Linked DNA regions of Mus musculus: regions 2, 3, 4, 5, 6 and 7 are each linked to region 1. A link is a contact called in public Hi-C, HiChIP or PLAC-seq and promoter capture Hi-C data. All regions are on one chromosome and are shown on one strand. Each heading gives the region's core, a stretch centred on a gene start, on an enhancer-like site or on the middle of the called end of the contact. The rest is flanking DNA. Distances are from core to core; before and after follow the strand shown.

The links. Hi-C and Micro-C count contacts between places; a contact is called where the count stands out from the background. HiChIP or PLAC-seq counts read pairs in DNA pulled down with a chosen protein or histone mark. Capture Hi-C pulls out chosen DNA fragments and counts their contacts.
Region 2: an H3K4me3 HiChIP or PLAC-seq map of the SCID.adh cell line shows a contact between it and region 1, with 12 read pairs. The contact joins the enhancer-like site here to the promoter of Npc2 in region 1. A contact is called at or near these places in 12 of 39 promoter capture datasets (3T3-L1-derived adipocytes, the C10 cell line, the HPC-7 cell line and 8 more), 1 of 15 datasets of contacts at CTCF or cohesin (the NIH/3T3 cell line), 2 of 484 Hi-C or Micro-C datasets (muscle stem cells and nephron progenitors), 10 of 115 datasets of contacts at active chromatin or transcription factors (the SCID.adh cell line, acute myeloid leukemia, astrocytes and 6 more) and 1 of 9 other capture datasets (pancreatic islet).
Region 3: a Hi-C map of regulatory T cells shows a contact between it and region 1, with 7 times the contacts expected there. The contact joins the promoter of Coq6 here to the promoter of Npc2 in region 1. A contact is called at or near these places in 1 of 39 promoter capture datasets (pre-B cells), 5 of 484 Hi-C or Micro-C datasets (Th1 cells, effector CD8 T cells, embryonic stem cells and 2 more), 1 of 115 datasets of contacts at active chromatin or transcription factors (memory CD8 T cells) and 1 of 9 other capture datasets (pancreatic islet).
Region 4: an H3K4me3 HiChIP or PLAC-seq map of pro-B cells shows a contact between it and region 1, with 4 times the contacts expected there. The contact joins the enhancer-like site here to the promoter of Npc2 in region 1. A contact is called at or near these places in 7 of 39 promoter capture datasets (the 3T3-L1 cell line, the C10 cell line, cranial neural crest and 4 more), 4 of 484 Hi-C or Micro-C datasets (CD8 T cells, the N1E-115 cell line, erythroblasts and 1 more), 8 of 115 datasets of contacts at active chromatin or transcription factors (the SCID.adh cell line, astrocytes, bone marrow-derived dendritic cells and 5 more) and 1 of 9 other capture datasets (adipose tissue).
Region 5: a Hi-C map of Th1 cells shows a contact between it and region 1, with 5 times the contacts expected there. The contact joins the promoter of Lin52 here to the promoter of Npc2 in region 1. A contact is called at or near these places in 9 of 39 promoter capture datasets (cranial neural crest, fetal liver, hippocampal neurons and 5 more), 9 of 484 Hi-C or Micro-C datasets (Th1 cells, embryonic retina, embryonic stem cells and 6 more), 8 of 115 datasets of contacts at active chromatin or transcription factors (T-cell acute lymphoblastic leukemia, astrocytes, effector CD8 T cells and 5 more) and 2 of 9 other capture datasets (adipose tissue and liver).
Region 6: a FOXA1 HiChIP or PLAC-seq map of pancreatic cancer cells shows a contact between it and region 1. The contact joins the promoter of Zfp410 here to the promoter of Npc2 in region 1. A contact is called at or near these places in 2 of 115 datasets of contacts at active chromatin or transcription factors (memory CD8 T cells and pancreatic cancer cells).
Region 7: a promoter capture Hi-C map of pancreatic islet shows a contact between it and region 1. The contact joins the promoter of Acyp1 here to the promoter of Npc2 in region 1. A contact is called at or near these places in 10 of 39 promoter capture datasets (the 3T3-L1 cell line, the C10 cell line, cranial neural crest and 6 more), 6 of 484 Hi-C or Micro-C datasets (CD8 T cells, Sertoli cells, Th1 cells and 3 more), 8 of 115 datasets of contacts at active chromatin or transcription factors (the SCID.adh cell line, T-cell acute lymphoblastic leukemia, astrocytes and 5 more) and 2 of 9 other capture datasets (adipose tissue and pancreatic islet).

Annotation. Positions count from the first base shown.
Region 1 is chr12:84,770,914-84,774,727 of GRCm38.p6, reverse strand. Npc2 (NPC intracellular cholesterol transporter 2) reads left to right here and starts at 1,616. Exons shown (of 4, transcript NM_023409.4): 1 at 1,616-1,942. The coding sequence starts at 1,861. It overlaps Isca2 (iron-sulfur cluster assembly 2), which reads right to left and starts at 1,458. Exons shown (of 4, transcript NM_028863.1): 1 at 1,357-1,458; 2 at 1,051-1,153; 3 at 820-935; 4 at 1-185. The coding sequence starts at 1,427. The coding sequence ends at 11.
Region 2 is chr12:85,083,033-85,086,761 of GRCm38.p6, reverse strand. Prox2 (prospero homeobox 2) reads left to right here. Exons shown (of 5, transcript NM_001361238.1): 5 at 1-950. It also overlaps a transcript of Ylpm1 not described here. Among named protein-coding and RNA genes, the nearest start is that of Prox2, 12 kb to the left of the region's middle. Within about 2 kb of position 2,256, at least 29 of the 459 cell types and tissues checked have an H3K27ac peak or open chromatin away from gene starts, as enhancers often do. A contact at or near this core is called in the HPC-7 cell line and the SCID.adh cell line, where this site is marked.
Region 3 is chr12:84,360,263-84,364,019 of GRCm38.p6, reverse strand. Coq6 (coenzyme Q6 monooxygenase) reads right to left here and starts at 2,052. Exons shown (of 12, transcript NM_172582.3): 1 at 1,783-2,052. The coding sequence starts at 1,969. Fam161b (family with sequence similarity 161, member B) reads left to right here and starts at 2,192. Exons shown (of 9, transcript NM_001358283.1): 1 at 2,192-2,328. The coding sequence starts at 2,275.
Region 4 is chr12:85,128,217-85,132,324 of GRCm38.p6, reverse strand. Dlst (dihydrolipoamide S-succinyltransferase (E2 component of 2-oxo-glutarate complex)) reads right to left here. Exons shown (of 15, transcript NM_030225.4): 11 at 3,884-4,014; 12 at 2,460-2,533; 13 at 1,782-1,865; 14 at 1,261-1,428. Among named protein-coding and RNA genes, the nearest start is that of Dlst, 19 kb to the right of the region's middle. Within about 2 kb of position 1,679, at least 38 of the 459 cell types and tissues checked have an H3K27ac peak or open chromatin away from gene starts, as enhancers often do. A contact at or near this core is called in erythroblasts and pro-B cells, where this site is marked.
Region 5 is chr12:84,449,445-84,453,709 of GRCm38.p6, reverse strand. It overlaps Lin52 (lin-52 homolog (C. elegans)), which reads right to left and starts at 2,202. Exons shown (of 6, transcript NM_173756.4): 1 at 2,167-2,202. The coding sequence starts at 2,197. It overlaps Aldh6a1 (aldehyde dehydrogenase family 6, subfamily A1), which reads left to right and starts at 2,686. Exons shown (of 12, transcript NM_134042.3): 1 at 2,686-2,821. The coding sequence starts at 2,771.
Region 6 is chr12:84,314,733-84,318,475 of GRCm38.p6, reverse strand. It overlaps Zfp410 (zinc finger protein 410), which reads right to left and starts at 1,617. Exons shown (of 12, transcript NM_144833.4): 1 at 1,302-1,617. It overlaps Ptgr2 (prostaglandin reductase 2), which reads right to left. Exons shown (of 10, transcript NM_029880.3): 10 at 2,644-3,743.
Region 7 is chr12:85,279,030-85,282,841 of GRCm38.p6, reverse strand. Acyp1 (acylphosphatase 1, erythrocyte (common) type) reads left to right here and starts at 2,407. Exons shown (of 3, transcript NM_025421.3): 1 at 2,407-2,532; 2 at 2,760-2,851. The coding sequence starts at 2,768. It also overlaps a transcript of Zc2hc1c not described here.

The sequences.
Region 1 (3,814 bases), core at 367-2,866:
CGTCATTGTGTCAGACTTTGACAGAGAAGGATGACCCACAGGAGCAGCCTTGCTGGGCTTGAGGGTTATTCAACACTTGGAATGAGCTTCGGATCAGTTCTTGGCTGAAGTCCACCTGGGCTCCCTTAACGAAGGCCAAGCTATCAGAGTCAACCACCACTCTTGCCCCACCCTGTTCAAATACCCTGAAAAGACAAGAGGAAAGCATGAATGACAAATACCACAAACACCCACACAACACCCTGAGCCCAGAGGTGTACATCTTGTTCTCCAATGCATGGAACACTGCTTAGGACTTCTAGCTGGGACGGAACGGACTGAAGCAGAAAGATTCAACGTAAAAAAAAACAGAAGGATTATTTAAGGGCTCGGACTGAAACTAGTCCAGCCTTTTTCTTAGGGTGGAACCTTGGTGTATATATATATTTTAAACACTTATTTATTCATTTATTTTATGTGAGTATACCGTTGCTCTCCCCAGACACACCAGAAGAAGGCATCAAATCTCACTACAGATAGTTGTGAGCCACTATGTGGTTGCTGGAAACTGAACTTAGGTCCTGTGAAAGAGCAGCCAGTGCTCTTAACCGCTGAGCCATCTCTCCAGCCCTAGTTCAGCCTTTCTCAACTTGACTACCTAACGGACGCTAAGTCAATGTTCTTCCTTATTTTTAAACAAGAGGACAAATCTTTGCTGTATCCTCACAGAACGGAGAGGGTGGTAGTGTTAAGCAGACTTAGACGCTTGGAAGTTTGGAATAAATTGGGGCCACTTTTATCCTCTGATACAGCCTCTAGCGACCCATCCGTCCTCCTTGCCTGTCGTCGGGGTTAATAACTGTATCCAGTGAAAATTTGTATTGGAATCCGGAGCATCCACCTCCCTCTACTTGCAGCCTGAGGAATTCTGACCCTTCGGTGATTTCCAGAAGCCTCTGAAATTCAGGAAAGAGGATCAAGAATGCCAAGCAAGCGGAGATAACGGGACGGGTGACTAGGAAGTCTTCTAGAGCCCTCCTGGGCACCGCCGCCCCGCGTCCGACCTCCTACCTGGACGCAGCTGTCTGTGAGGCGGATCTGTCCCTCGCCAGCCTCTGGAATGGAAGATGTTGTTTCCCAGCGGGTCAAAAGCCTGGGAAAGACGGCGAGGAGCCTGCGATGTAAAGAAGGGAGACGAACCCGGGAAATGGCACCAGATGACCCTCTATGGACACCTCGTACCCAAATCTGGGGACACTTTCTTCTGAACTGCCAAGCCTTCACCCCACACCCCACCCCGCGTGAGATTTAGCCTCCCATCTATCCTGAAGACGCAGAACCCAACACCCTTCCTAAGTGACGTTCCACCCTCGATACCTTCCCGAGCGCCTAGGAATGACAGCCCTGACCGCCTCGGCAGTTAGGGACAAGGCCCTGGAGGCCGCCATCTTACTCCGCAAGCTCCGCCCCTAGCATGGTCCAAATCCCCGCCTAGCCTGGGCTTCCGGAGGAGGGGAGAAGGGGGCGGGGCTGCATCGAGCCTCCGCCCCCAAGCGTGCCTATTGGGTATAGCGAGATAAGAGGGCTTTGATTGACAGAGAACGCTTCCACTTGCCGAAGTGGGTCGGTACCAATAGAGCGGGGCGAACGCAAAGAGCGAGTTCTCCGTAGGCCCTGCCTGGAAGCGGAAGAGATGGGCGGAGATAAAGGGCGAGCTGCAGGCCAGGCGGCCCCGGAGCCCAGGGCGGGGCGCGGGCGGGCCTTCGCTGGTTACTGCTCACAAGTGGCCTGATCTGGCTCCACCCTCGGTCCGGGACAAGTTTATCTTGTGACTGCTCGGGCTGCTTTTCCTTCCTAGATTGCAGAGCTTTCATATCCACGATGCGTTTTCTGGCCGCCACGATCCTGCTGCTGGCGCTGGTCGCTGCCAGCCAGGCGGAGCCCCTGCACTTCAAGGACTGCGGTGAGCCCTGAGCCCACTCGAGGAGACCCCCGGGGGTGGATTGGGCGGGTTGCTGGAACGTGGAATTGACTAGGTTGGGACCGAAGGTACTAGTCTTGATGAAACTTAACCCCTCCGCACAACTTTGTTTCTCCTTGCATTTCGTGTTTTGGGATAATCTAAAACACTCACAAGGCGAACCGTGTGCTGAAGTTCACTAAAGTTTCTTGGGTGAACATCAAGCGGGCATATATTGCAGCGCTCAAGGGCTTTGAGATTTCAATGGACGGAGGAGGATTGCGAATTTAAGACTAGCCTGGATTTATTGAACCCTGTCTGAAAAAAGTAAACAAATAAAAGCAAAAAATAAAACAATAGGATAGACAGCAGGTCTGCATCCAACACGGATTGAAGGAATAGGCACGGGACTTATTTTGATTTATGCCTTGTATCGTCACTGGCCTTTCTCCCTTTGTTCGTTTGAAGTTTGGTTGGGAGCGGGCTGAGGCAGCCTCACTCTGTAGCCCAGTTTGGCCTTCCAAATCCCTGTCAATCCTGCTCTGGTCTTAGAAGTACCATCCACCTCCCCTCCCCACCCCACCCCCACTAACGAGACAAAAGCTAGTTCTCCTTCTCATAACATTCATTTACAAAGTAGGGTTTCCATTGTTCTAATGAATTTCATGATTCTTGATCCTTGTCTCCTATAAAATTCGTATTTCTAGTGACATCATGTGATGCCTCCCTCCCAACGCTGCCCCTGGACTCTTTATTGGAAAATATAATAGAGGGTAGAAATTCTGAGTTTGTCCAGTCAAGCCTGTACACTTAGTTGTGGGAGCAGTGCAGGGGCCCGGGGTGGAAAAGGCAGCAGTGATGGTCGAAAGACAAACTGATTTTGTAAAATATTTGAGCAGGGGGAAACAGACCATAATGAAGCAGTAAGTTAAAGAGTTATTAGGACTGGAGAGATGGCTTAGTGGTTAAGGGGAACTACTATTCCGGAGGGTTAGAGTTCAATTCCCACATCAGGTTATACCTGCTTATACCCCAACTCTGGGCCTTCTCAGCTACCTACCTGCACTCCCAGGCAGACACACACACACCCCTAACTAAGGAGGTAGAGGTGGGAGTGGGAGGTGGATTAAAGCCTTCTGTAGTCACACTGCTGAGTGAGGAACCAAGCTAAATATGCTTCTTTGTAGCCAGTATCCAGTACTATGGGATGATAGTAAATAATAAATACTCACTGAAAAAGGAAACAAGGGAATTCATATTACCTCTAATATGATATTAAAAGTTCTGTTAAAGCAAAAGCAACGGTGGGCATGTGGAACTGGATTAAATAATAAGGGCCACTGCCTATCAATAGTTCACAGATGCCGTTCACTAAACCTGGAGGCTAGCTCAGAGTGGCTGTTTCTTTGAAGTACCTGTTTTTCCCTTCTGTTAAACTTCTTAAATTTTCATTTTATTTCTCATGTGTGTGTATTCATGTGTACCCAAGCATGTGGTAGCCGGAGTCCAACCTCTCAAGTGTCATCCTCAAGAGCACAGCCCACTTCTTTTGAGACGTAGTAGACCTCCCAGGGTCAGGATTGCGTGTGTGTGTGTGTGTGTGTGTGTGTGTGTGCGTGTGTGTGCGCGCGCGCGCGCGCGTGCGTGTGCGTGCCACCATAAGTGGCGTTTTTATGTGGCTTCTGGGAATTGAACTCAGGTTTTCACTTTATCCACAGTGATATTACCCCCTACTCCTTTATTGAGGACCGAGTCTGGGATGAAGGCACTGTATTCATTTTATTAACTTATTCTTCACCATCTGTTTTACAGAGAAGGAAACTAAAGCACACAGACCAACTTGTCTAAGACCCTACAGCTAATCAGCAGGAGTTG
Region 2 (3,729 bases), core at 1,007-3,506, 310 kb before region 1:
TTGAAGTGTGGGTACCTCGTTGATTCTTACGCCAGGGCACAGGATCAGTCAGGACTATGAAGGAACCGATGGCTGTGTACGCTGGACTCATGCTGTCACTTGGGATCTCCAACAGGAAAAATCCATGCTAGCAGGGCACCCGTGGATTGGCACTGCCATCTGATCAGGTTGGCACTCAGGAGCGCTTCATCATCCAAGACGTTCACTGATGGCTTCGGCAAACTTCCTAAAGAACCTCGGTCGGCACTGCTGTGGCTTGCATCTGTCTGCTGGAACACTGGGTCTGCTAACAGTCCTAACAGTCCTACTTGACCTATATACTGGTGCCCCAACTGCCCATGCATACAAAAATATATATAAATAAAAAATGGAACTTCATAATGAGAAAGCCAGAGGGGCCTCGAGGACGATCTGGTCCACCTTGTTTAACCTGTGGAGGAAACTGAGACTAGCATACACTCTACAGGGCTCACAGGCCATGAATGGCAAGGGCTGGGACAAAGGCAGAGATTTTCCTACTTCAAAATGGTTACAGTCTATGATTGAATTTGCACAGATGAACAAATGACATCCAAGTTTTCCCCCTTGGGTCCAACACAGTTGTGACTGACGCTGAGCACCATTAGGCGAGGAACCCATATAGTGGAACAACTGTCTTCTAGTCAGAACCAAGCCTGTAAGCACTGCTGAAGGTGGGCAGGACGAAGTAGACTTCAGGTTTTACAGTGTTAAATGAGGGGCAACCGTGCCTACAGTAGCTCCCTTCCCTGCCTTCAACCTCCAACAAGCTCCACATCTAGCTCCTCTACCTTCATAACTTGATGGGTGGTGGTGTTGGCTATTGCTAGACATGTCAGACTACACCAATACAAACAAAGTCTTTCCTCTCAAGTTTCTGTTCAAATAGTGGAGAACAGTAACAAAACATAATTAAATCTAATCGATTACTTAAGGTTTTGGGGTGCTTGTTTTACTGGATACTAATCCTAGTGCCTAGTTCTATCACTGAACTCCATTCCCAGCTATGAATTGTGTATGTGTGGTCTTTTGAGACAGGGTCTATGTAGCCCTGGCTGTCTTGGAAATATGTAGAACTGGCTGTCCTCAAATTCCCAGAGATCTGCTTGTCTCTGCCTCCAGAGTGCTGGGATTAAGGTTATATGCCACCACACCCAGGGCAAGTCTTATTTTAAATGCCCCTCAATATACCTAATTATATACAAGTATTTCTCTAATTTGTTACTATGCTCACAAGGCCCCCTTTCATCAAAACCAAGGAATTTGCCAAGCCTAAGTTTTGAGTATTCACAAGCAGAGTAGCCTGTGCAAGGGCATCAGTTGTTTGGGAACAAGGTAACTCTCCAGAGCAATGTTACACAGCTAGTGGGACAGTCATAGGAACAACTCCACAGATCCATATGACTGTCCCGTCTCAAACCTGAGGGCTGTGAACTTTATCCTGAATGCTAATTAGATGGGAAAAAAAGTGCTAGCTCAAATTGAAAACATTTGTATACTGCAGCCATGCCAGGAAGCATTCTCTAACCACTGAGCTCGACACAGAAGAATGTATAAATATGTGTGCCCTGCCAGTTGAAGAATTCTGTCTTATTCCAGTTTCCTGTGTCTACCAAGTACGCTTTTGTCAGTGTTGGGAACTTATTGTGAGCATGAGTGGAGCCAGTTATGTTCCTTCAGAAGTCACAACGCTGCCAAAGGTCTGGTCAATTTTTCCATTAAGGTATATGTGAGTGCCAGATCTCTCTCCAGTCAGACATACTCAAGTACTGTATAATGCTATACTCCTTCAGTGGCAGACAATAGTCATAGGCTAGGGTAGGCTCAATCACCTATCAAAAGCAGGCAGTTCTCTGATGGTCTCCTGTAGAGCAGATACACTAGGAACTTTTTGTTGAGGCAAGTCTGTCTAGGTAACCCTAACTGCCTAGAATGAACCATATAAAGCAAGCTGGCCTAAGATAAGCAGGGATTCTTCTACCTCCCCAGGGCAGGATTACAGGCACGCAGCACCCAGCCGAAGATACCTTCCAAGTGCTGGGATTAAAGATGTGCAACACCAGGCCCCTCTTGGAGGTCTATTTTAAACTAGTCTCAGGGATGGGGATTTAGTTCAGTTGGAGTGCTTGTCTAGCCTGCTCAAGGCCCTGGGTTCTAGCTCCACATAACCCTAGTGTGGTGGCACAAAGCTGGAAATTCAAGCATGTGGGAGGTCAGAGGATTATAAACTCAAGGCCACTCTTGAGTTCGAGACAAGTCTGGGCAAGTTCCAGACTGGCTTAGGCTATATAAGATCTTATCTCAAAAATAGAATCCAACTAACTGAAATTTCACTGGTTTCCCGAGTAGTTATCTTCTCTCTCCACTATCTGTCTGTCTGTCTGCCTGCCTACCAGCCTTCCTTCCTTCCTATCTATCTACCTATAGTATGAATTTTCATAATTATCCACTCTAGTCCCCATCCCCTTTTGAGGTGCAAGAACTGGTTCTGTAAAGTAGCTTAAAGTTTCATGATATGTACATCCCCAAATGAAACTCAAAATCTTTTGATGGATTCATACAAGCTGTAAAGTATTTGCATAGACCTCACATGTTGCAACATTTCTCAACACTGAGAAGTTAGGAACTCTGAGGACTATAGTGATGGGTTGGCGATAAAGAACACTCTACCAGGCTGACTGAATGATGTACACTCACGTTTGAAGTACTTTCTACTTCTCTCCTCCGTCCCTCTTTTTTGAGAGGAGTTTCAGCAGCTGAACCCAGGGAATCCATCATGTGTGCTAAGCACACACCCCACCACTGAGCTATTCTCTGAAGTTTCTAACTGCCTTTAGATTAGTGCTTAGGGAAAAGCTTACAATATAGCAAACATGGTATTTCTCACAATATTCTCAGTCTGATATACAGTAAGTTACAGGCACTAATACAAAGAGCTTCTGTGTCCTACATTAGTAACTAGTAATACACACCACAGTCTTAGTTTCTTTTGCTGTAATACCCTCACAAAGCAATGTAAGAAAGAAAGGATTTATTCTGGCTCACAATACAAGGGTATAGTTCATCATCACTAAAGTCAAGGCAGCAGGACATACCTCATTTATGATTGGAAGCAGAGAACAATGGACGCTAATACCCGGCTGTTTCTCCATTTAACAGTCCTGGGATCCCTGCCCAGAGATGGGTGCAGTCCAAACTAAGATGGACCTTCACAGACATTCACAGAGGCTAACTTTAATCTAGATAACTTCTCACATGTCTGCCCAAGGATGGGTCTCCTAGGTGATTCTGGGTCTAATCAAGTTGACCACCAAGACCAAGGATCATAATCCCTGCAGTAAACCTGCACCTGACACATATCTATAAAATGTTCACCTATAGAAGTTGATTCATTACAAAGTATTTTCCAGGGTTAGACAATTTCTATATTAGATGATACTGACCTGAAGAGAATAAGCAAGTGCTTAGGACAGTTGTTCTCAACTTGTGGGTTGTGGCCCCTTTGGGAGGAGGGGAGTGTCAAATGACCCTTTCACAGGGATCTTTCTAAGACCACCGTGCATATCAGATACTTATGATTCATAACAGGAGCAAAATTACAGTTATGAAGTAGCAATGAAAATAGTTTTATGCCAGGCGTGGTGGCACAGGCCTTTAATCCCAGCACTCGGGAGGCAGAGGCAGGCAGATTTCTGAGTTTGAGGCCAGCCT
Region 3 (3,757 bases), core at 803-3,302, 410 kb after region 1:
GGCTACCCAGGGGCTCAAGGAGGAGGAGGAGTCTCAGAATAAAACCCAAAGAATATGACAAGAATGGATTAAGAATGCAACTGTGCAATTATGCAGGGAACTGTTCCCAAACTCAAATGTCAGAGGGAAACTCAAGCCTAAAACAACAATTAGTTGTGAGTTTTAGGAAGAATTATGGAAAACAGGGGACTGAAGGGGGAAAGTCAGTAAGCGCCTTTATAACTCGGGAGTAACAGCCTGTGCTTGGGAGCCCAGCATTTGGGAGGCAGAGACAGCGGGATCAGTTAAAGGTCCACACCAGCAAAGATTACACAGCACCTTATTTTAAACAAACAAACAAACAAAAAGACTATTGGAAATACCTTAGTCACATATTTTTGTTTGTTTTGGGAGTTTTGCATTCTATGTAACCCAAGGATGGCTTTGAACTTCTGATCCTCCTGCAAAAAACACCATGCTTTTTACTACCATGATTTTAACAGTCACTCCTGAGTTTTAAAATATAATACTTTGCTAGACAGAAAAGCAAACAATAACAAAACAGAATTGTGTGTGAACGTTAGTAAAAGAGCTGCTGTCTTCCTTCCCCGTGACGCTCAGAAAAGAGCGAGAGAAGGATGCAGTACAAAGGAAAACATACACACAAACCTAACACAAGAGCGAGCCACCAAAATGTGAATGCTAAAGTTTCGAAGGGCCCAGAAACGGTGCTACATCATGCCAGCACTTGGTAAATATATTCCACACCATTGGTCATTAGGGAAATATAAACACAAGCCACTTCCTACGAACTTCAGAGGACAAAGAAAAAAGGCAGCAGATAGTGCTGTCAGGGTCAGGAGAAACCTGAGCATTCATCTACTGTCAATGATAACATAAACTGGGGCACTCTCTCAAAGTCTGGCAGGTCTTCAAAACATCAGCATTGCCACATAACCCAGAGATTTCACTAGAGAATAGCCTCGAGATGATCAACACTGTTCACACCAAAGTTTGCACACAGAATGTCCCTACTAGCATCATTCCTTTACAGGCCAAAAGTGAAAACCAAGCATACTTTCAACACAATTGAGGATGGCATCAGCTCTCAAAACAAAAGCTGTCTGATACAGACTCCAACCTGGATTAACCTTTAAAACAGAGTATATCTCCAACTACATAGAACTATCCGGAAAAGGTAAATCTATAGACAGAAAGTAGGAGAGTCTGTAGGGCTGAGAAGGTGAGCAGAAGTGTGGAGAGTGACATCTAATGAATTCCAAGTCTTTTTTTATTTTTTTGCTTTTTGGTTTTTTATAAAGTAAGGAAACGGTAATAAAACTTATTGTAGGTACTGAATAGCTCTGCAAAAATACTAAAAACTCATTGGACTGTACGCTTTAAGTGGGAGCACTTATAACTAGATGAATGTTATCTTAATAAAGCAGCTTTAAGACCAGGAGTGGGGGCGCGGGCCTTAATCCCAGCACTCAGAAGACTGAGGAAGATGATCTCTGTGATTTCGAGGTCAATCCGATCTACCATCCGATACTACAAAGCCCGATGCCTCTCGAGGTGCTCATAAACAATCCTGGACAGTTCTCAAGGGTCAGACTGACTTAGAAAGGCCCGCCCACTTGTGATCCCGCAGAACCCATGCCATTCCCGAGGACTCCCCTGGAAGGACAGTGAGCAAAGCACCAGGTCAGGCACGTTAGGTGTCTGGACAGCGTCCCGACCTCCACTGTGAGTACCGTCCCTCCACAGCCCAGATCCTCCAGCCCGCGGTCGAGATGCACCTACCTAAGGCACAAGCCATGGCAGAGCCCACTAGGCCTCCTCCTGACACCACCACGTCGTACACGGTGTCTGCCGAGGAGCCCGCCCATCGCTGGCTGGCAACTAGCGGGCCTCCTCTGGCTGCGAGCTGCGCGGAACTCCACCAGCGAACGCAGAGCAAGCCTGCCATGGAGCCAATGCGGGCCGCCATAATGACTCCTGCCTGCGCCCGCGCCCGGGACTTCTCCCTGATAGGTCCTGGAAAGTGCTTCCGGGGCAGTCGTCAACCTTGTGTGGTTTTAGCCCTGTCTTCAAAACCGGAAATAAAATAGTTGAAGAAAATTATCCAATCAGAAGACGCTCTTGCCTCATTGGGCGGAACAGACTAAAGACTGGAAGCCAATCCAAGGCTAAAGCCATGAAGGGGCGTGGCTAGCAGTACCTAACCGCCGGCGCCGCTGTCACGGTTGTCACTGCTGCTTTCACCTCTGCTTCTCTCTCTCTCTAGTTAGGAAGATGACTGTGGGGAGGACTGCGGGAGGTCCTGAGTGCGCCGAGTGGAGCCGTGAGGTGAGTGGAGAAAGGAGGAAGTCGGATGCCTCAGCAAGGAATCCTCAAGAGTGGAAACTGTTTAGCGTTGCCGTGGAGACAGAGTCAGGGGCGTGTCATCAAAGGGCGAAGAATTAAAATTGGCAGCGCTTGGGCACTTAGAGAACCAGTCTTGGGGGACGTGGGTCTTTTGTGTCTTGTACCAGGCTCTGATATCAGGAATCGTACTAATAACAAACCACGAATTAACCTTGAAAATCTTAAAAGCGATCTCTATCTTAATATGATTATCCAGAAAAGGCAAATCTAGGGGGCGCGTCATTGCATGGGGCTGAGGTGAGGAGAAACAGGGAGAGACTTCTAAAAGGGCTGAGGAGGTGAGGAGAGACTTCTAAAAGCTTCCAAGGTTTTTGTTGTCGTTTTAGAGTAAGGAAAACGCACCGAAACGCAGCTCTTCAAATATATTAAAATTCATTAAACTGAATGTGTTTAATGTGTTGTATCCTCTCAAACCCATTTTCTAGAAAAGAAAAGAGATGGGTTAAGCAATTTGCCCCGAAATCTCTGAAAACAGAAAGTAGGCTGGTAGTTGCCTAGGGCTGACAGGTTGAGAGGAAGATGTGGGAGGGTTAAGGGATATAAGTGACAATTAAATGCTACACTGGTGCTTCAGAGCAGAGATTCTCAATCTGTTTCACCTAAGATCATCCTGCATATCAGATATTTACCTTACAATTCATAACAGTAGCAAAATTACAGTATTAACAATGAAAATGACTATGGTTGGGGCTCACCACCACATGAAACACTGTATTAAAGGGTCGATGCATTAGAACAGTTGAGGACACTGCTTTAGAGGAATGGTGAAAATGGTCTGACTTCTACTGTGATTGCTAGATGACCCTGGCTGTTTTAGAAACTGGAGGAGAGTACGCTTTGAATGGCTCACTTGTACACTATGGACATTGTGTTTCAATAAAGTTGTTTTTAAAACGAAAGAGCCAGCATTATGGCTCAAACTTGTAATCCCAACAACTCAAATTACTAAAGCAGAAGGATAAGGAGTTCAAGGTCGCCCTTTGACCCTGTCACAACAGAGAGAGAGGGGCAGGGGAAGGAGAGAGTTTTGCTCTAGATCACATGTTCTTCAGCAGCAGAGCTAGGGTTAGAGCACACACTTATCTCTAACTCAGATGGACTGCTCCAATTGCCACTAATCATCAATAGTCCACTGGTGGCCTTGTACCTACCACTCTAAGGACATCTCAGGCCACTGTCCTCCAGCCACACCACCTTCCCTCTATCACTACAAGACTCAACTGAGACAATAAAAATCACCCTAACACTCAAAGTCAGACACCCCCAACCTCAGTGGTTCAGATTGCTCTCCACACTATAATGATGGACAAGCATGCGCTCAGTAGAAACAATACTCCATACTTTTTTTTTG
Region 4 (4,108 bases), core at 430-2,929, 360 kb before region 1:
AGGAGCTACTTTCAAGTTCAATCTTTGTCATTACTATTTATTTATTTATTTATTTATTTATTTATTTATTTATTTGCAATGAGCACAGAGGTTTGTTCTGCAGTTGTGGCTGCCTGTAGGAGCTACTTTCAAGTTCAATCTTTGTCATTACTATTTATTTATTTATTTATTTATTTATTTATTTATTTATTTGCAATGAGCACAGAGGTTTGTTCTGCAGTTGTGGCTGCCTGTAGGAGCTACTTTCAAGTTCAATCTTTGTCATTACTATTTTTTTTTTTTTTTTTTTTTTTTTTGCAATGAGCAGATCCAACACCAGGCCTTGTGTATGCTTAGCAAGCACCTAACTTGCCCAAGGTAGAGGCAAGCAGATCTGAGTTCAAGGCCAGCCTTGTTTACATAGATAATTCTGGGACAAATAAGCTACACAGAGAAACCCTGTCTTAAAAATCCATGAACTAAAAAAATAAGTCTGTTATGTGCAAAGCTAAGTGTGTTAACTGTTTTCCAAGAAAAAGACCTATAGTTTTTTGACTTATAAAGGAGTCAATGACCCAGATATATTCTAGACACAGAAGTCTCAGAAAACTTTATTTTTTTAAACTAACTTATCTTCCAATAGCTAACTCAAGCTCTTGGGCCTCCCTCATACCTTGAACACTCAAAGAAACTTGTAAGCTTTCTCACATAATTCTGTAGCCCACAGACTGCTGTGCACTGTGCCGTTTTCTGACTCCCTGAGGCTCTGACAAGGCGGCAACAAGTGCCAGTGCAAACGTCAGCATGCATCAGAGCTGAGCATCTCTGCTTCAGTAGACTAAGTGTGTGAGGGGAAGGGAGTGGGGGAGGGGGAGTCTAAGCATTTACTTAAAAATAAATTAGTATTTACTGTGTATGAGCATCTCGCCTACATGTATGCGTGCCTAGCAGCCAAGGAGGACAGAGGATGGTGCCCGATACCTCAGAACCGGAATTACTGATGGCGGCAAGCCACTACGTGGATGCTGAGAACTGAATCTAGCTACTTTGCTAGCAGCAAGTGCTCTTAACTGCTGATTCGTCTCGCCGGTCCAGCACTTGCATTTTTGACAAGTTCCCAGATGATGTCAATAGCCCCAGATCACAGTTTGAGAACCAGTGTCTTAACTGTCACTTAGTAATTAAAATTACAGTGGATGCTTTATAGTAAGGATTTGGTTAGCTTTCTCTCTTACAGCCAGCCATTCAGCGATTAAAAATCTCAGAAACAATGGTTCCTACCTTGCCTCCCACAGCCACAGGCCTGTCAAAGATGGCGTGCATGCCCAGGATGGCAGATTGAGGGGGGTTGATAATGGGTGTTCCAAAAAGTGAGCCAAAAACTCCTCCGTTGCTGATGGTGAAGGTACCACCATCCATATCTTCAATGGCAAGTTCATTCTTCCGGGCCTAAGAACAACAAACATTAAGTCAAACCAGGCTTCTCTGATCCAAAACAGTGAATCTAGAAAACTCTTATCTGAGAGCCCAGGTGCAAACAGGACAGTGGCTCAGCTCAGGTGACTGTGACCGCCTTCAGAGAAACCCTGACTCTACAGAAGATTCTGACTTAGAGATCTCAGTCACTGGAGCATGCAGGCTCTGCCTGCCACATGCCTCTCCTTAGAACACAGCTGCTGCCTTCCTAGGAGGTTATGCTGTCCCCAGAGAGCCAGACTCCAGAGGCCTGAGCAGCGCAGCCTCTGCAGGCTCTGATCCCCCAACTGCCCAGCAGGCCGTGCACACACTTCCGTCTACTGTACCTTCTCTCCTAGTTCATTAATGGTCCGTTCAATATCTGCATAGTTCATAGTTTCCACATTCCTGATGACAGGAACCACGAGACCCTGGAGTGGAAAGTTATTTTAAGTTGCAAATAACAGTCCTCTTTATAGTTACAATTTCCCCAACCAGAACACCTTAAACTCACTGTGATTAAAAAGACTTACACTAAGATAAAGGAACGGGGTATAGTTTAAAAAAAAGAAAAATGCACTTTTACTAACAGTCTCCTAGCAATCCGGAGCTACAGAAATAAGCCCTTCCAGGTGAGCTCTGTGGTGGTCTGAGAACGGCCTCCACAGGATCATACACTGCTCTGAAGTTGGTGGAAGTGTTTGGGAAGATTAGGAGGTGTGGCCTCCTTTTGGGAGGAGGTGTGTCGCTGTGGGCAGGCTTTAAGTTCTAAAGAAGCCATGCTATTCCCAGTTAGTTAGTTCTCTCTACTTTGTGACTGTCTCAACATGTGAGCTCTCATGTACCATGCCTGCTACCACTTTCTGTAACATGAATGTAATTGTAATTTCTCTTAACCCTCTGAAACCGAAGCCCACCCAATCCTCTTTCTTCTGTAAGTTGCCCTGGTCCTAGCGTCTTAGCACAGAAATAGAAATGACCAAGACAGGATCTAAGTAAGCACTTCCAAGTCTTGCCCAACGTACCCTCGGGGTAGCAACTGCAACACTGATGTCAATATAATCTCTATACACCACTTCCTTGGTTGCATCATCAATCACTATGAAAGAGAAAACGGATGTTACATACAACCTCTTGGCCAAGGATAAGGAGTTAACAGAGTGAAAGTCTTCAGTGGCCAATGCAGTGTGGGCTGACTAATCGACATGAAAATAACTACATTACAAGTAACGAACACTCCTCTGGCTCCCATCCCAACTCATATCAGTGTTTCCCAAGCGTCTGAATCAACCTGAACGATGGAGCATGTTCTCCCAGAGCTCACAGGAGGTAACCTCAGTAGAAGCACACTAGTGGCCTATCTATGCAAGCCTTCCCTGAGCAGAGAATGGCTAGATAGCAAGTGCCCTGGAAAAGGCAGAGGAGGGTGGAGGAGGCCTGGCTTTCAAATACGTCATCTTAAAATATAAAACCAATTACTGAAAACTGTACCTACCTACAAGAAACGCAGGCTTGGGGGCTAAAGAGATGGCTCAGTGGTTAAGAGCACCGACTGCTCTTCCAGAAGTCCTAAGTTCAATTCCCAGCAACCACATGGTGGCTCACAACCATCTCTAATGGGATCTGATGCCATTTCCTGGTGTGTCTGAAGACAGCTACAGTGTACTTTATACATAAATAAATAAATAAATAAATAAATCTTTTTTTTTTAAAGAGGGGAGGGGAGGGGAGGGGAGGGGGAGGGGAGGGGAGGGGAGGGGAGGGGAGGGGAGGGGAGGGGAGGAGAGGAAAAAAAAAGAAAAGAAAAGAAAAGCAGGCTTGGGAATCTTCCAGAGTCTACAATGGATTGTTAGAGTACATGTCAAGTGAACGAGAACTCTGAGAGATGCCAAGAGCAAAGAAAGCCCTCCTGTGTGCCTAATGCACAGCACTCAATGGGGAACAGACTAAGGATTTTAGGCTGAGGACTGCAAAGTGTCACTGTCCCCTCTCCTATCTTCTAAGGAACACAGAAGTGCCTCAACACAACACAAAACAAGAAATGCAAGCTAGATCAACACTTCAGCGCTGAGAAGAGGAAAGACAATGAGTACGAAGCCCAAGCCTTCGTAATGAGGCCCCAACCCCAGGTCAGAGGTCAACCTGGAGCCTATGCCAAACATGAAAGTCAAGCCTCCAAGTAAAGGGTGCGTGGGGGTGAGGAGCAGCCAGAGCTTGAGATCGCCCATGACAAGACAGCTTGGGAAGCCAAGCTATCCCAGAGCTGCCTACTGCCAGAGTAAGTGCCAATTCTGCATACTTGGTACAGAGAAAGTAATCATGTTACCATTACTTTTAGTATTTGGTGAAGGTGATCATGTTTCCATAGACTGTGAATAAAAAGCTTTGGTGACCCCTAAATGTGGCAGCAGGTCTGTAGTCTTTTCCACACTGGCCTCAGGAAACTTACCTGCATTTACAACAGGCTGCTCCTGCAAGGCGAACGCCGAGGCCTTCACAAATGCTGACATGAAGCCTAATTTGAGGTTATGTTTTTTCAGGAAAGCATCCTTGTGCCGAGCTCTCATCTCTTGTATGTTACTGTAAATACATGATGCAAAGAAACTGTTGGTGAAGCTCTGGTGTGTATATACATGCACATACTGCCACAGGCTAAGTGTCGAGGACCTCTGAG
Region 5 (4,265 bases), core at 953-3,452, 320 kb after region 1:
CAAACAAAAAAACACCCAGGCTAGAGAATCTCTTTTGTTGTGAACACAACTTCTTTGGTAAGAGGCCAGGCATAGTGGTACAGACTTTTACTGGAGGCACAGGTAGGAAAGCAAGAGGATGGTGAGTCTGAAGCCAACCTGGGCTACACAGTGAGACCCTATCTCAAAAAAAGGAAAGAATTAGAAAGGAGGAAACTCTGGTATCCTTACTTTTGAATATAATCTAATCATCCTCTTTAGTACTAAAGACTGAACTTAGGGTCTTGGTCATGATCAACAACTCCCTAGTGCTGAACTACAGTCTCACTTCTTATTGTTCATTTTCAGATGTAGTTATGGTATGACTGTCTTGTCTTCATGGTATATATGTGGAGTACATGTGTGCTTGATGTTCATGGCGGTCAGATCCACTGGAATCGAGTCATGAGTCACCATGTAGATGCTGGGAATAGAATCCAGGTCTTTTGCAAAAGCACCAGGTGTTCCTAACTACTGAGCCATCTCACCAGCCCCCTGCATCCCCCTCACATTTTAAAAAAAGATTTATTTACTATGTACACAGTGTTCTGCCTGCATGTACACCTGCACACCAGACGGGGGCACCAGATTTCATTGTAGATGGTCAGGAGTCACTATAGGGTTGCTGGGAATTGGACTCAGGACTTCTGGAAGAGCACCAGTGCTCTTAATCTCTGAGCCATCTCTCCAGTCACTCCTCCCTTACTTTTAAAAATAAAACGTTTTATTTTAAGCTGTGTTATGGTGGTGCACGCCTCGGGAGGCAGAGGTAGGAAGAGCTCTGAGTTCAAAGCCAGCCTTGTCTATAGAGCAAGTTTCAGGACAGCCAGGACTATACAAGAAACCTTGTCTCAGGAAAAACAAAAACAAAAACAAAACAACCAACAAACTAAACCAACTTTTTATTTTAGACACGATTTGCCTACAATTCCCTCTACAGCCTAGGCAAGCCTGAAGCAACAAACCTCCTGCCTCAATCTCCCAAGCTAGAATTAGAGGTCACACACCAAGGCCAGTTTTACTTTTGGATAAACGTTAACTTAAAGCCAAATCCTTTACAGGCATTATTCTAAAACCTAGGATTAGCCGGGCAGTGGTAGTGCACGCCTTTAATCCCAGCACTCGGGAGGCAGAGGCAGGCGGATTTCTGAGTTCGAGGCCAGCCTGGTCTACAGAGTGAGTTCCAGGACAGCCAGGGCTATACAGAGAAACCCTGTCTCGAAAAACCAAAATAAATAAATAAATAGTAAAAATAAACAAACAACCCCCCCCCAAAAAAAAACCCTAGGACTAAATTAATGAAATAAGACAGAATTGGAATTTATAGTTGGGTGTGGCCCGGGCAAAGTGCAAAGTTAACAGAATAACTATATAAACTGAGATGCTGAATAATGACAGAAGAGCAATTCCAAATATTAAAGCAAAACCGCGAGCAAAAGCATACGGGTATATCAAGAACACCTATATGTCTACTGAGATGACTTGCGTCTTAGAAGACAGAATAAGCAGAATTGCTCCTGCCCTCAGCCTACGGAAACAACACATAAAGTAGAGGGGTGACGAGTTAAGGAAGAGTTGAGAAGCGTGAGAAGCGACATTAACAAGCCGAATTTTCACTCCCTCGGGACTCAGGGCAAGGAAACCAGGTCCCCGCACCTCCTGCTGCCAAGGCAACGGACCTGAACTGAGGAGACAAGCTTCTCTCTCTGCCGGCTCGGTAGAGGAATGAACCCTAGACCTCATGTCAGTCACCACTCACACTTCACAGCCATAGAGCTTGAGAGACTCATACGTACCAGCTCTACTGAGATGAGAACAGAACCAACACTCCAATGGGCCTGTTCAAAAAGAAAGTTCCCTTTCCCCTCAGCAGCTCCTTTTGAACCCTCAGCATCACCGATGGGCCGGAGCGACCTCTGTCCTTTTTCCCCCCATAGGGACTCCGGTTGATGGACTCCTTCCTAGTACACAGCAAGGAGACCTGGTACTAGGCACCTGCTAGCTGAAAAGCCGGCATACCCCAAAGGAGAAAAGTGGGAGAGAAAGGAGAGGGGCGCAAGAAAAAAAGAGTAAGGGTGAGGACAGAGGAAGTTCCCAGAGAAGCAAATAATGATACTACAGGCCAACAATCTCCAAGCCGGCTCTTACCGTCTGTGGGAGACGCCATCTTCCAGCCCATGTCACGTGACGTAACCAACCGTCGGCGGGAAAGCGAGGATCCGCAAGCCACGCCCCTAGCAGGGATAACCTATCCTTAGCTCACAGCCCGGTCTCGTTTCCCTACTTCATAGGGTAACATTTGCCTAGTCCCACCCCAGACAGCAGCCCCACCCACGGAGTGGTTAAAGTGGAACGCAGGCAAAATTCTTCAAGGACCTTATTTACTTTCCTTAGCAAGGGGGCGGGACCTTAGAGAGCCTACCTACAGCCAATCGGAGTTCCCGGTTAGGGGGCGTCTTCCCTGTGTGCTTACTATGCAGTACCAAGTCGAGGGGGCGTCTCCATATTTCCGCCAACAAAAATAGGATAAAGTGAGAGAAGCCCAGAACGCTTCCACCTTTGACCAATCACCTATTCCCAGGGGTGGGAATGATGGGTGGAGTCAAAGATTCCGACAAGTGATTGGTTATAGGAAGTGGCCCTTCCCTCCAATGGAGAGGCTCGGTCGTGTTCTGGGCGTGGCTTAACGGTGTTGCTTCAAGGGAGGCACTGGCAGCCGAGACGCAGGCGAGCTGGGCAGAGTCGGTGAGCCATGGCGGCGGCAGTGGCGGCAGCGGCAGCAATGCGGTCCCGGATCCTGCAGGCGAGTGAGGGTGGCGACGAGGGACCATGATGTTAGAAATGGGTCCTTTCCGCCCCGTCTCTAAACCATGCTTCTGCCGGACAGACTTCTTGGCCCAGCCCCTTCTTTGCAGCCCCTTGTGTTCCACCAGACCCGTGCGTCAGGGCTGTCACTCTGTACCGCCTGGCCCCGAGATTCAGCCCCGGACGGTCACGCCTGCTCCCCACTCCCCTTTACTCCTGAGCCTTTTCTTTTTTAGCTTTGACCCACCCACCTCCAGTCCAGCTCAGTCCTTGCTGTCACATGCTGGCTTGCTTTCTCTTTTTTGGTTCCTCCCACGGTCTCTCTTTCACCTCTGTACCAGCCACCTCTGTGCCCCAGAAACTCCTCCTTTTGGTCGCTGTACATAGAGTACTTTCCTTTGCCAGGAGCGTCCCTTCCCCCCATCCAGCCTCTATGTGAGGCAAGAGGGGATGGGAGCTCATTAAGGACATGGAACTAAGATCAGAGAAGGAACTTTGAATCTCCTAGACATGTACCCTAGGTTTTCATATCAAAAAGGCAGCCATTTGTTAGTTTTCACAAACATTCTGGCTTTTAGTGTTTTTCCCAAGCCCTGGGCCAAGTTAAACTTTCTCAGCGAAGTTAAACTTTTGGAGGTAAATAAGGGCATGTGGTTTTGCTAATACTGCTTCATTCAAAAGACTAAACATTCCCCCAGACAGGTGGTAGAAAATAAGAGCCTAGGAAGACACCTTCCGAAAATCAGTTCTCAAGTGCCGACATATCCTCTTCTAGGCTGCAGTTGGAACCCCACGGACGCCGCGCAAGGGAAGTTGTAGAGTTCCAGAAGCTGTATGCCGGCGATCCCCAGCTTTGATTATAGCTTTTCCCTGTGTTTGCATCTTAGCATGGACTTAGAATCTGAGGCAAGACTTGCTCTGTTCCTGGCAAGATTCATAATCCAGTATTAAGCGACACTATCTCTTACTCATCCAGCCTAGGAATGTCTCCTGTTGCACTTTTATATAAACTTTAATTTCTTTCTACTCATCAGGTTTTTAGGAGATCTACTGCAGAAATGTGTGCATGTGTTTGATTCTTGGTGGAGTCCCCAAAGGGTCAGGTTTGAATGTCATTTAATGGGACAGTGTAGAGAATGAGCTGGAGGTCTTTGGAGGTTGGCGTGACCTCACTCCCCTACTTCTGTTCTGGTATCTTTTCCTAGTAACAGATAGAGCATTTCCTCTCTAGGTTTTCTATTCCCAACCTCTTAAAATCCTTTATATATATAAAAAAAAAATCTCTCCCCTCTCGTCATTACCCCATCACCATGAGTCAATGAAAATCCTGAGGTATTTTGTCTTTTGCATAAAAGCAGAATTTCTCCTTTTTTGGAAGAAATACTTTTTTTTTCTTTCTAAAAACCAAATTGTAGAAACCTCTGAACTGACTTGGAAAAAGA
Region 6 (3,743 bases), core at 368-2,867, 460 kb after region 1:
TAACTGCTTATGGACTAATTCTGCATATATATCCTCAGCATGTCAAACCAAACCATGTCTAAACACGGATTATCATCTCCCCTACCAAACCTGTTCTTCTTGAATTATCTTTTATTTATTGCCCAATCTTCCCACTCAGCTGCAAATTTTACCTAGCAGTGCCTCTCATCCTACATGTTTTAATAATCCCAGCAATTAATAATAACCAGACCCCAAAGTGACTCCTGTGATGCTGTTTAGATTTCTCAGTATCTTTCTGCTTGTCACTCTCCATATGCAGTTTAGTATCTCAGAATAATGGCCAGCCCTTAACGGTAAACCTCTTCACTGACATACTCCTCCCCCCACTGCCCCCCCAAAAAAAACCTTAGAAATTGTGGGATTTACCTAAATTTGACACCTACTGGGATACAAAGCTCAAATTAGAACCACATTTTCTGATGCTTGGCTGCCCTGTATCTGCCACAAAGTGTAATTTCTCAACGCCAAACACCCAGAATTGCGCGTTTTGACCTCAAACTATGTTTTATTCTCTTTACATATGTTCCACTGATCTTTGTGTCTAATGTAATGTAAATGTATGAACTCTTAACCCCAAATCAATAATATTTCACTCCCAAATGGTTCCTAAGTACATCTCAGAGCCTCATGAGCAAGTGAGATAAAGTTTAATAAACTAATTGGATCGTCTTCTTTTGAGAAACTTCAGAGAACAAGTTGAACGAGCAAAACACATCCTGGCTGCAAACACTCGCTGCCCACACACGGGCCTGAGGTGACAGGCAAAGGAGACCCCAGAGGTCCGGCTCTGGTCCGCAGACGTCCCTTCCCTATTCCAGCCCAAGGCAGAGAGTGGACCCAGGAAAGGTGCCGGCAGCCCTGGGTGAAACGCGGGCAGGGCACCGCTGTCAACCCTTCCCGCCAGCACAAAGGCCTCAGCCGAAGGCCCTTAGGTCTGCGGGCGGGCCCAGCCGCGGGTGCAGTCCGGAGCCTCCGCCCGGGGGACTCGCTGACTCCCGCGTTCTGGGGGGGCAGGCTGGTCTCCAAGCTCCCTCCCTCAAGAACAAGCAAAGGAGGAGAAACGGTGCGCCCCAGATCCCCAAAGGGGTTAGGGCCGCAGCCGCCGGGCTTCGGACCGGTCGCTCCCCGCCCGCTAGACGCCTGGGGGAGTCTGGGGGGACGGCTTCCTTGCGCCCTTCGGGGGCGAACCCGGCTCTAGATCCCCAGACCCCATAAGTGGCTTCCTTTCTCGGCGGGACCACCTACCCGAGCGGGGGTGGCTACACTAGCCTGGAGCTCACCTTCCAGTCTCGGGCAGCCGTCCGTCCGTCAGTCAGCCCCGAATCCCGTCCACACACGGCGTCTTCCGGCTCCCGCCGGAAGCAGCTCCAGAGCGGGACAGGAAGTTTGGCCGCCCCCCATCAACATACCCACTCGCTTTCTTCTCCGCCCGCGGGTGTTTCTCAGGAGGAGGCGCTGACTCTTGGGCCGCTGCTTGAGAGCGATCCTTCGCTCCCCGCTACATACACACGCATACACAGCCCGAGACACACACAGGGTTCCCTCCCGGCCGAGGAACCGCAGCGCCCCGTCCCCTCCTGTCTGCCCTTCAGGGTTCTCAGGTCCGCGAAATCTGAAACCAGGTCAGTGCAGTCTAGCCGTGACGTCACTGCCTTCCCGCTGAGCGGAGCTGTTCAGCAGGGGCCGCGGCGGCTGGGATGGGTGAGACGGCGCGGGGTGGAGGGTAGCTTTCTCCGGAGCTGAGGACCTGTGACAGCTCCCGAAACACCAAAAGCCCATGAAGAGCACCTGAAATGTTCATGGCCCAAAGAGGGACCTGGAAATCAAGCCTTGCATTGCCCCTAGGACTGGGTGTGAATTTAGGCACACGTACAGCGTTAGAAACATTTAAGAATTCTCCAGAGATCTTGGATGCACTGACTGAGGGCTCAGATAACTAAGTTCCAAGCTGGATAATAGTTCTTGTTGAAACTTTCGAGTTTGACTGCATGAAACTTAAGATCTGCAGTGGTGGCACACGCCTGTAACTCCAGCAATCCCAGTACTCCAGGAGTTCCCGGTGAACGAGGGCTACATAGTTGAGACCTTGTCCAAAAAAACAAAAAACAACAACAACAACAAAACATGATGCGGTGTGGAAGAGTAGGGGACTAAAGATAGTGCCTGTGAGATATAATGTTCTCTGAAGGCGCTCATTTTCAAGTTAGAGATAAGCCAGGAGTCTGGATGAGCTAGGGAGTCATAGTTTTGGTACAAAATGTTCCGGGAGAAAACATTTCCTCGATACAGTTTGTCCTGCGCACTGAGAAGCATGACTGTGATCCCATTTGAGGATGGCCATGACAAGGACAACTGGCCTACACAGTATCTGGGACAAAAATCTTGGGGTGGCAAGGAGATGTTTACTAGGAGCTAAAATCCTAAAATTTAAGAAAGGATTAAAAAACAAAGATTTACCAGTTACCACTATATGAAGAGATGAAGAACTGTTCAGAAAGAAAAACTGGGGTCCAGAGAAAGTATGTAAAACAAGGTTAGAACGCTGCAAAATTTGATTTAGTGGCTGCTAATTTGTTTTGCCTCTAAAATATATTGACTGTAAAAAAAAAAAGTGGTCATAAGTCATACTCAGAAAACATCTCCAGTTTTATTTTTCTAAAGGTTGAGAAAATTAAGAAAACAAATGTGATACATCAGTATATCTGGAATAGTCATGTCTATAACCATTGGTTAATTTACTTAATCCTATAGCTTTCTGGAGCTTGATTACTTGGGGCTTGTTGTGGGAAGGTACCATTGGGGATTGACCTCAGAGCCCCTAGAGTACTGATCAGTGTTCTGCCCTGACCACTCCGACTCACTTTCATCAGTGAAACTCTTAGTGATGTTTATATCTATTAGTTCTCCAAAGTATAAGCCCAGAATGGGGATACAGGCCTTTAACACTGGCACTCGGAGGCAGACAGCCAAGTGGATATCTTTGAGTTCCAGGCCAGCCTGGATTACATAGCAAGCTACCTAACAGACTCTTGTCTTTAAAAAAAAATTCCTAAAATAAACACAAGCTTTTATCAGCACGTAGTAAGTTGTTAGGCTTGCTACTCAATTAGTTGTTTGGCAGAACACAAACATCATCCCTGGATGTAAACCTTGTCTCTGGAGACTCCCAACCACTCATTTATCTTCTCAGACCACTCCCAGCCCAAAACGTCCTACCCCAAACTGTTCCACAATCTGTAAATACTCCCAATGCTGCCCGAAATCCTATGTACTTATGCCATTAAGTACAGACAGGCTGGAGAGGTGGCCAACACTAAGAGCATCTCCTGCTCTACCAGAGGATCTGCATTCTAGAACCCAGCACTCACATGGTGGCTTCAGACTCTCTCCAGTTCCAGGGGATCCAATGCCCCAATACCCTCTCCAGCCACTCTCCACTGTAGGCACCAGACATGCATGTGGTGTACAGACAAACATTCGGGTAAAGACTTTTAAAGTCTCTCATCAAAAATATGGAAAGGCTTTCTCAATTCTAATACTCAGTTTAAGAATGGTAAAAATGTTACCAGTTCAACAAATGTTAACTGCTTCTCACCTTAGAATTCGTAGACTGTTTATTCAGTTCTAAAAGTAATTTAAAGATATATATATATATATATATGATCCACTAATAGTTGGGGTTAAAAACCACCCAGGTTTTTTAAATATTTGATACAAATATA
Region 7 (3,812 bases), core at 1,158-3,657, 510 kb before region 1:
TTCATGTGCCCATTGAGCAATGACAGGGATGGCTGGAGAGAGAGGCTGACTGTCCACAGAACGGGTCATCTTATCCACTTGATTATTGAACTCCTCCTCGGCTGAAGTCACCTTTTGGTGAGCATTTACATGGGACACAAATATCTTCACATCCTTTGCCCATTTGGAGAGATCTATCCACATACTTCTTCCCCAGATGTCTTTCTCACCAATTTTCCAGTTGTGATCTTTCCAAGTCCCTGACCATCCAGCCAATCCATTGGCTACAGCTCATGAGTCAGTGAATTTTCGATAATCAACTGTCATTATATTGTCTCCAGCAGAAGGTGTAGCCCAGATTAAAGGTGTGTTCTGCCACACCTTTAATCCCAGATGAAAAGGCGTAGCCCAGATTAAAGGTGTGTTCCTTAAACTCGGAGATTCAATCTTCTGGAATCCATAGCCACTATGGCTTAAGATCTCCAAACCAAGATCCAGATAAGGATCTCCAAGCCTCAAGATAAGGGTCACTGGTGAGCCTTCCAATTCCGGATTGTAGTTCATTCCAAATATTGTCAAGTTGACAACCAGGAATAGCCACTACAATCCACCCCTTGTCAACTTGACACAAATAACATCTCATGTTCACATGAAACAATAACAAGGTTGTGAATACACCTAACATGATATAACTATCCCTCGTACAATTGCAAACGTATTTGTAAATTTACAATGGGGCATTCATATTACTTTATAATCCTCGTTTCTGCAACTGGTTACGTGGCCTTAATTGGTATTTATAACTACCTTCCTCTACTACCCATTCTGTATTTCCTTCACCTTCAGCCAGCACCTCAGCAGGTCTTGGCTCTTTTCCTGGAAGTATCTTAGGAATAAAATGTGGGCATGTATTCAAAAGGTTCCCCTAAGATCCTAATGTGCAGATGGTGTTTGAGAGCCCCTGGTTTCATCCCAGCTACTTTTGCCTCCTTGCCTATTGGTGCTACCGTATCATCACCCAAAATTGGAGAGTCAAAGTATTCTTAGGAGTGGACTTTGGACTGGCTGCCTGAAACTAAATCCATCACATTCTGGTTGGATTCTGGAACTTTGGAAGGATACTGTCTCCTCCACAAGCTCTTTCTCAGCCCTTCCCATCAGAATTAATCTCTCTGCTTCTCCCTAACACGTTCTGTTTCTGTTATAATGTTGGGCTGGTTCGTGGTGAGCTCTCAGAGTGAGTGAAATGAATTACCACGTTGCACATGATCTTGTCCGTTCTGTGCATGCACAGCTACGATAAAGAAATCTTTGAGGGCAACGATTATATCATCCGTCTTGTACACCATATGGTGTTCCATCCATTACACTACTCAGTGGGTCTGGAATCTATAGAGAAACTCACTTTAATTGAATTTTAGAGAAATTGCATCAGTCAAACACAATGTTTAGTGTTGTTTTCAAATATCGCCAAGGACACCATTCAGTACTGCTCCTCCTCCTCCCAGCAGGGAGGCTTTCTGACTTTGTTACAGGGGGAACTGGTGTAATGATAGATTTCCATAGCTACCACTGCTAACTATCTCACCTTGCCAAGTCTGCCAGCCTGACATATTACCACATGGGGCCCGGTGTTAGGAAATGATATGATACAGACAAGCAGTCGAAGAAGGGACAATAAACTCCACACACAATTTGCTTCATACACATTCTCGATCCTAAGGGTAGCTGAATTCCAATGCATACAAATCAAATCTCATTTTAGCAGTCCTCATCTAAAAACACCTTAGTAATTCTCTTTCTCTAAAAGCAAATGCATGCAATTTGGTTATTTTGCTCAGATTTATTGATTCTATTGAGATTCCTGAGCCATGAATAACTTGCCTGTGCTTTATTATTTATTTATCAATTTTTTTTTTTTTTTTTTTTTTTTTTTTTTTTTTTTACCTAAGGTAGACTCTGGATAGCAGCTTCCAAAACCCCAGATAGAATGACTTCACCGTGATGTCGTGTGCATTTATTGTCTTTTGCTACCAAGTCCAAATTATGCATGTCCCAGAATTGGAAGAGAACTGAAAGAAGGGAAAAAAAAAAAAAAAGGGCAGGCCAGATTCTATTAGTCACTGACTGTGCTAACAGCCCTAGGCACCCAGTAGGGTGAGTGGACATATTAAGTGTTTTGTCTATGACTTTCTTTACCCACGGGGAAATGACAAGAGGGGTACACTTAGTGGCAGAAGTGTGGTACAGGTTGGTCATTGTATGCAAAACCGGACTCTCCACTTAAAAAAATTAATCCCAGGATCTCTCCAAAACGTGACCCACTTGTCCTGAAGCCCCACCCTTGGGCGGGTTCTTGAACAAGGAGCCACCTCTGATTGGTTAAATCGCGGTGATGGGCGTGCAGGGCAGCGTTGGAGAAGCCGAGCTCTAAACTTCCGGAAGTGGCGGTTAACACGGCTCGGGCGGTTGATCTGAAGGTCTTCGGGGCTGTTCAGCGGCTCCTGGGGAAGCCCCAGAAACTCGAGCTTCCGCCGCTCGGATCATCCAAGTGTCAGTGGAGGGGATTTCGGGCCGCATGGGGATAGGATGGATGGCGGCTTCAGGGCTGCAAGGGCAGCGGGATGAGCAGGCGAAGGCTCCCCGACCAGGGGCTTGCGTTTACATCCACTTACTCCTTGCAGTTCCGGGACCCTGAGGTTCCGGAGAGGCCCCCATGGTATTGGAGGGCGGGTGCAGCCCTTTCTTAGGACGATGTCTCACCTTGCTGTCTCTGACAGGTTTGAGCATGGCAGAAGGGGACACCTTGGTCTCAGTGGATTACGAAATTTTTGGAAAGGTTCAAGGGGTGTTTTTCCGCAAGTACACTCAGGTATGTGGCTTAAGTGTCGGGGCGCATCACTAAGTGATGGACAGGAGGCCTGGTTCTGACCAATGGGAACTGGGAGAGTGGGAAGGGAGCACCTGGACACTCTCCTGACGGAGAATACCGCTAGCGCACCCTGTTGTACTGTCACCAAGCTAAGTCGCCTCTAAAAAGCTGCCATCAAGATAGAGAGGTGGCATTAGGTAGGCCGATCACAGAGTAACTTACATAATCGCCCATCATACCTACAAGTTTATTCCTCCAACTTCCTCTCAACACCTCAGTTTTGTTTTGTTTTGTTTTGTTTTGTTTTTCTTCCCATCATGGGACTCAGGGACATTGGCATGCTAAGCAAGCTGCACTGTACCAGCTAACAGCAAACTTGGCATCCTCTACCCCTGTTTCCCCATCACTAATCTCTCCAGTGCACAAGGGCAATCTCAATTTCCCTTCAGCAGAGTTGCCTTTCTGCTCACTATGGCCATCCTGATGGATGTGACAGAGTGTACCTCCTTGAGGAGTTTCATTGTTTTAGTTCAGGTATAAAGTATTTAAAACACCTCAAGTCATACAAGTCATGTTCTTCAGTCACCATAGAACTAAAGTACAAATAAGTAACAGAAAGAGAACTGTTATTAGCTATAATTCCATTTGGAAGATAATATTCCAAATTATCTGGAGTAGCACGTTTTTGTTAAATCACGGTAGAATATATGTACTGAAAACCTTACTATTTTAACCATTTGAAAACACACAATTCAGCAACCTTAAGTACGTTCATACATCCTTGTCTTATCACCAAGGAACAGTTGAAGAACCAACCCCTCACACATACACTTCCTTCTTTATCTCAAAAGGCTGAAGCTCTACCCACCAGCTCCTGTCTTCCCCTTCACCAGCCCCTGGTGGCCAGGATCCTGCATACCCATGTATGCATACGCGTGTTGAAGTCTGAGGACCAGTTACG